2 separate regions of the Macaca mulatta genome follow, and region 2 is linked to region 1. The links are chromatin contacts, called in public Hi-C maps. All regions are on one chromosome and are shown on one strand. Each heading gives the region's core, a stretch centred on a gene start, on an enhancer-like site or on the middle of the called end of the contact. The rest is flanking DNA. Distances are from core to core; before and after follow the strand shown.

Region 1 (3,699 bases), core at 358-2,857:
GCAGGTGCCTGCAATCCCAGCTACTCGGGAGGCTGACGCAGACGAATTGCTTGAACCCCGGAGGCGGAGGTTGCAGTGAGCTGAGATTGTGGCACTGCACTCCAGCCTGGGTGACAGAGTGAGACTCTGTTTGAAGAAAAAAAAAAAAAAAAAAAAGAATTAAGGATGTTTGCCCATCTGAAGCAAAGTATCTAAATATCGGATTAAAAGAAAAAGAAAGAGGAACTGGCTATATCAGAGTGAGAGAAAGTGGGAGATGCTGAGGAAACATATAAGAACCTAAAAGAAAGGGCAGTAAGTATAAGCATAGCTTTGCTAATCTCGGAAATGGTGGCCAGAACTGTCCTGCGGCTTAGCAAATGATCATAGCCAGCGAATCCTAATTACCCTAGAAGCTTCCTTTAGAAGTGCCAGAGATGTAGGAGGTATGCTTATCCGCCTTGTGACACAAAAATGGAAGCATAGTTAATAGATGAGAAAAGCATGACTCAGAATGATTTTCAATATTGGAATGTTGGGAATTTATGAGAGGTATTTTCGTGTAAGAATAATAGGACTTATTTAAAAGGTTTGGAGAGTGGGGGGCATCCCAGATGCGTGAGAAGCAGTATAGCTAATCGTTAGAAGTAGGTTTGCTGGAGCCAGGCTGCCTGGGTTCAAAGCCCACCTCTGCTGCCCCTTAGCTGCACAACCCTGGGCTGCTTTCGAGCCTTGCTGTGCCTTGGGTTTCCCCACGCACTTCATGAGGCAGTTGCAGGAATTAAACGAGTTAATATGTAGTCAACAGCTCTGAACACTGCTTGAGTGAGTCAGCCCTACCTAACGTTTAATTTACAGGATGTGGCCCTGGGTTCCTTAAGGGAGCGGCCACACTATTCACAAACATTAAAGCAGTAAAGGCTCCATCCTCATCACCTTTCTCCTCTGTTGGACCCCACAGGACTGTCTCTCGAAACTGCTTCCTCCGCTCTCCTAAGGCACTCTGCGGAACCAGCGGCACCTCTTTCGCCTGAGATCAGGATTTCCCTTCTCCGCCCGTTTTGGGATTTAACAAGCACGAGAAAGGAGGGCTGCAGGGGAGCCGCGAGGGCCTCCTCACCACCGCCCGGGATCAGAGTGGGGGGTGTCACCCGCTCTACACCCAGAGCCCGGGCACACCCCGCACGCGCGGCTCCCTCCTCCTCGGCGGGGCTCGCCGCGACCCCGGACGCCCAGACTCCCGGATACCCTCGACCCTCCGGACTCCTAAGCCCCGCATCCCCCAAATCCCAAGACCCCCCTCGAACCCTGTTTCAGGGCGGATGGCTGGGGGCCTGAACCCGCTCCAGAAACCCGCAGGGCAGTCTGTCGGAAGCCTCTTCTTTACCCAGCATGAATTTAGTCTCCGCGCGCCCCCTAAAACCCAGGCGTCCTCTCCCCCGCGCCCTCGCTCCCGGGGCCCTCACACACTCTCCGCGGCGGACCTCCAGGCCGGGCGGGTGCGCTGTGCGACGCCGAAAGCGCCATAGAGCACGCAAGACACGCTTGGCTCCCGGAAGTGACGTACAGCAAGCGCCCGACGGCGGAAGTCCCTCCTGCTCCCGACGGCGGAAGTTCCGGGAGTGCCCAGTACCCGCGTGCATACGGCAGCCGGCATGGCGCACTACAACTTCAAGAAAATTACGGTGGTTCCGTCCGCCAAGGTAGGTGGCTACTTTCGCCTTCTCATTAGCGGGGTCTCAGGGGAGGGTCCGGGCCTGTAGCCGTGGGAGAGCGGTCGCCTTCCGCTCGCCCACCACCCGCTCCCGGGCCCGACCTGCCGGACGGGTACTCGAGATCATTTCCCCTCCCCCAGCAGAATCCGGGGTCCACCAGAGATCGGATCCCCCAGAGACCCGGGTCCACCTGAGACCGGGGTCCACCCAGAGACTGAGGGCCCCCAGAGATCGGGGTCCACCCAGAGTAGGGTTCCCTGGAGGGGCTCCGGGTGACGAGGTGGGCGAGTGGAGGGGACCCCAACATGTGAGGGAGGAAGCACTCCGTGGTCCGTGATGAGCCTTCAGATTCTGGATTTGGCGTAGCCCCCTCCCCTCTCAGGAATCCTCGGTTCGTTGCTATCGTGATTTAACATTTCTTAATTTTTAAGTCATTCTCTTTCACTGTTAGATTTGGGAACCCCTGTTCTTTTTAGACCATAGTAGGCCCAGACTAAATTTTTACAGCGTTGGTTAGTGTGGCAAGAATGAGTCAACAAGTGTTAAGTGTTAGAATTTTTTTTTTTTTTTTTCCCCGAGACAGAGTTTTCCGCTTTTGTTTCCCAGGCTGGAGCGCGATCAAGGCTCACTGCAACCTCCACCTCCCGGGTTCAAGCGATTCTCCTGCCTCAGCCTCCCGAGTAACAGGGATTACAGGCGTGCGCCACCACGCACGGCTAATTTTTGTGTTATTAGTAGAGACGGGGTTTCACCACGTTGGCCAAGCTGGCCTCGAACTCCTGATCCCAGGTCTCCCAGGGAGATCCCAGGGAGTTCGAGATCCCTCGAATTCCCGCTCCGGCCTCCCAAAGTGCTGGAATTACTGGCGTGAGCCACCACACCCGGCCCTGGTATTACGACTTTTAAGAAGTCATGTTTTTATGTAGTGAACATTCGATTTGGGCCGCAATTACAGAGACATTGACGGGCAACTCGAGCCTCTCAGGGACTGCTGCACAAGAGGGAGTTACTGAAGTCCCTGCAGAGTGACTGTTTTCCTCTCATCAGTGTCTCCTTTTCTTCACGTCTTAACAACGGAATGAGCTTGCCTTGGAAAGCTTTGTGGGAGTCTCGTATTTTACCTTCATAGCAATAATTGTTTCCCCACTTCTCTCCATTTCTCATTTCTTCCTGACAATTGTTCTGACACATCTCTTGATAGATTGTAGTATTTTCTTTCTTTCTTTCTTTTTGAGATGCAGTCTCGCTCTGTTGCCCAGGTTGGAGTGCAGTGGTGGATCTCATCTCACTGCAGCCTCCGCCTCCGATTCAAGTGATTCTCCTGCCTCAGCCTCCTGAGTAGCTGGGATTACAGGTGCAGGCCACCAGGCCTGGCTAATTTTTGTATTTTCAGTAGGATGGAGTTTCACCATGTTGGCCAGGCTGGTCTTGAACTCTTGATCTCACGTGATCCACTTGCCTCAGCCTCCCAAAGTGTTGGGATTACAGGCATGAGCTACCGCGCCCGGCCAGATTGTAGTATTTTCGAGTGCAGGAATCATGTCTTATTTGTATTTTTGGTCAGCCATCTCTCAAGTTTGTTGAAGGAATTTGCTCTTTGGATTACATGAACTTTGTTCATGTTATTGACTTATGTGGAGAACTTTAGGATATGTTAGTACACCATCCATCTTCTGTGGAATGAGATTTGTATTTTTAGAGAACAGATGAGTTTACACCTAAAAAATGGGTGATGGTAATTGTTTGGTGATTGGAAGTTAAAAAAAAAAATCACATCAGGAAAGTGTGTGGTATTCAGTTCATTCTAGAAGCTGTTAAGTGAGTGCCTGTCCTATGCATTGGGTACTGTGTTACAAAAATGCATTAGATAAAATACCTGCCTCTTTGGAAGTCGTTGTCAAGAGGGGTAAGTCGAGGCCGGCGCGGTGGCTCATGCCTGTAATCCCAGCACTTTGGGAGGCTGAGGCGGGCAGAGCACAAGGTCAGGAGATCGAGACCATCTTGG
Region 2 (3,449 bases), core at 181-2,680, 54 kb after region 1:
TAAGTGATGCGGGCCGAACGTTAAATTATCATCTGTAGATGATCTTATAATATCTAAAACATGTAAATCCTACATAAATAGTTGTACTATATTGTTTACAGAATGCCTGTATATGTTCAGTACAGATGAAAATTTCTTCCAAATATTTTATAATGTGCAGTTGGTTAAATCCATGGATATGAACCCCAAGGACACAGTAGGCCAACTGTATCTCGGCTCACAGCAGCCTTCCCCTCCGCCTCCCAAAGTGCTGGGATTAAAGGCGTGCACCACCGCCCAGCTGTAACGACAATTGCTCTTTCAGGATTTTCAGAATTCATATTTTAAAACTAAGCTTCATAATAACAAGATAAAATGAATACGTCTATTTATGCGTTTAAAGATAATACCACGTAGCAGACGCGGGAGCACATCACCCAACTCAAGAAAAAGGCCTAGTTAAATCTATGCGGTGCTCCCCATCTCTTCTCCTGCTCCATTCCCAAGAGAAGCGCCTTGAATGTGTTGCTGTCACCCCCTTGCACGGACGCAGGTGTATGCACCCGCGTCACACGCGTGGACTCGGCACGGGGAGGCCGGCGTCGTCACGCTCGTGTTTCTGAATTCTCTAAGAGGAGACTCGCAACTCAGTCTCCCGCGACTCGGTTTCCAATTCCACGAGTTCCTAAACCTCAGGTTACTGTGCGCAGACGACGATCTTTTCCACTGACAAAGAATGGTAACGTCTTCTTCGCCCCAACCCACGCCTCCGCCTTCCACAGGGCGCGGGCGCCCACCACAGCCCGGCCTCGCTCCAGTTCGGGAGACCAATGCCGCCGTCCCCAGATGTCCAGGCCACCGCGCCGAGACCTCACGGGTGGCCCAGACCTCGGGCCTCCTCCCCGCCCCGTCCCGCAGCTCCCCGGTGCCACCCTGCCCCTGTCTCCCGAACTCCTGCCCCTACGCCAGTCCACAGTACCTGATCGGCCTCCGGCCACAGACACCGGCCGGTCCCGGAGCGCGCCCACTTTGAGCGCTGTCCGCAGCGCGCACCGCCCACCGGGCCGCGCAGCCAATCGCCCGCGCCAGCGCCAGTCCGCACCACATTGCTCGGCCAATTGGCGCCCGTACACGCCTGACGTCACAATCTCGCCAAGGGTCGCGCGGTGGCGCCACCTCCGTGGCCTGTGGCGCCACCTCCCTGCCTGTGGGAATCGCAGACGCGCGAAGCACCGGGAACCTGAGTTGTGAGCTCGGGTTCCGGCCGCTCCCGAGGGGGTCAACACGCCTCACCCCCAGCTCCGCAGAGGCAGCGTCCCGCGACTGGGCGGTGCCCGAGACCACACCAGCCGCCAGCCAATTACGCTTTCGATTCTGGCGTGCGAGCCCGAGGCGCTGCGAAGGGTGCCAAACGTCAGACGTCTCGAGGCTCACGTCTCGAGGCTCGCGTTCGGTGGAACCTAGCCCTCCCGGTCGGAAGGCGCCCGCGCGGCTGGGCCAATGGAAACGGAGGAAAGGCGGGACGTTACTGCTGACTGGCTGGTTGGGAATCCCCCCTCCCGAGTTCCGCCGCTGGGACTACGGCGTTTGGCTGCGGGGCGAGGTCTTGCACGTCTGGAACGGTGGTCGTCTGCGACCGGGACGAAGGCGGAGCGGAGCCGCGAGAGGGGCGGGGCGTTCCACGCTATGTTGGGAGTGTTCGCTTTCCGGGTACACGACAGGACGTGCCAAATGGTTTCATTTTTTGAGACAGTTTTGCTTTCGTTGCCCAGGCTGGAGTGTAATGATGTAGTCTCCGCTCACAGCAACCTCCGCCGCCCGGGTTCAGGCGATTGTCCTGTCTAAGGCTCCCAAGTAGCTGGAACTACAGGCATGCGCCACCAAGCCCGGCTAATTTTGTATTTTTAGAGAGGGGTTTCCCCATGTTGGTCAGGCTGGTCTGGAACTCCTGGACCTCAAGAAGTGATCCACTCGGCTCAGCCTCCAAAGTGCTGGGATTACAGGTGTGAGCTACCGCGCCTAACCCTCTAAACCTTTAAATAATCGTGAAATGTACTCGCAGCTACAGCGAATTCAGCTGTTTCCTCTACCTTTTGTGTGGAATTTAAAATACTGAACTTGAGATGAACCTGGTGCGCACCAGTTCTCAAACTTCTTGGTCTCAGGACTCTTGCACACTCTTAAAATGTACTGAGGACCCTCAAAAGCTTTTGCTCACTGTTGTTTGCTACTGCTATTTACTAATGTAGAAATTAAACATATTAAAATATTCACTTAAAAAAACACATGACACTAAGTTACATTTTTATTCAAAATCTTTTCCAGACAAAAAAATAGACTGATTTTGTTTTACACGTTTGCAGATCTCCTTCATGTCTGGCTTCACACAGATAAGAAAATCTGGCCTCCTGCATGCGCAGCAAGTCCTCACTGCTGTCAGTGCGTTCTTGGGAATTACTTTAAGTGAAACAACATATAGCAAAACCAATTTTACCAGAGGCTAAAAAATAAGGATTAAGTTCCTAAAGCATACTTTTGGCCACGGAAAAAAAAATCACTAAGCTTCTAAAGGCCATTCTAATGTTAAACATTGAAATAAACGTGAGCTATACATACATTTAAGAAAGATTAATAAAAAACAAGATAATTACTACTTAATTATTCCAGTTCTGGGTCATGTGTAGCTGAAGCCTATTTCAGTAGCTCAGGGCACAAAGAGGGAACCAGCCCTGGACAGGACGCCATTCCATCACAGAGCCACTCACACACCCACACTCAGACTGGGGCAGTGAAGACACACACCAGTTCACCTCACGTGCACACCTCTGGGATGTGGAAAGAACTGCGGTACTCAGAGGAAACCTATGCAGGTGTGGGGAGAACACGTAAACACCACAAACACAGTGCCACTGGCCGGGAGTCTTTTTCTCATCCATGTTACAAAGAAATGAATGAGCACCTGCTGTATGCAGTTTGAAAATTGAGAAGTATTTTTTAATAGCCTTTTCAAATTATCTTGGTTATTCTTTTTCGATACTACTACACCAAAACATGAGTGGTGGATTTTCCAATTACTATTTGGAATGTGAAACCACTTCGATGGACATTTTATACTCTTGTTACATTAAAACTCATTATTTTTGACTAACTCCAATGTCTATTTTCCTATGCATGAGGTTGAAATGTCATGCATTGGTCATTTGGAAAATATTGATTTACTGAATTAAATAAATCTTCGAAATGCTAAAACATTTCATTATTCAATATCAAACAATCATATTGTTAATATCACTAGTAATCTCATCAGAAAAGCTTTTAAGTATTGGGAAGCTGGCTTAAGTATTGTAGCACTGGCGTCAACATAAAGTCACCAAGTTCTTGATGGTTTTAATTTTTTTTAATTTGAATTTTTGCATGAAAATTCAAACATTATTGGCAACAAGTACTAAGAATTATGTTCCTTGAAGTGG

The links. A called contact is a pair of places that touch in the nucleus more often than the background predicts.
Region 2: a contact with region 1 is called in a Hi-C map of cortical neurons, with 4 times the contacts expected there. The contact joins the promoter of IDI1 here to the promoter of GTPBP4 in region 1. A contact is called at or near these places in 3 of 14 Hi-C or Micro-C datasets (cortical neurons, fetal cortex germinal zone and prefrontal cortex).

Annotation. Positions count from the first base shown.
Region 1 is chr9:1,647,257-1,650,955 of T2T-MMU8v2.0, forward strand. It overlaps GTPBP4 (GTP binding protein 4), which reads left to right and starts at 1,608. Exons shown (of 17, transcript XM_077945650.1): 1 at 1,608-1,682. LOC114669872 (a long non-coding RNA gene) reads right to left here and starts at 1,522. Exons shown (of 2, transcript XR_013397880.1): 1 at 916-1,522; 2 at 1-126.
Region 2 is chr9:1,700,972-1,704,420 of T2T-MMU8v2.0, forward strand. It overlaps IDI1 (isopentenyl-diphosphate delta isomerase 1), which reads right to left and starts at 1,431. Exons shown (of 5, transcript XM_001101073.5): 1 at 959-1,431. The coding sequence starts at 1,086.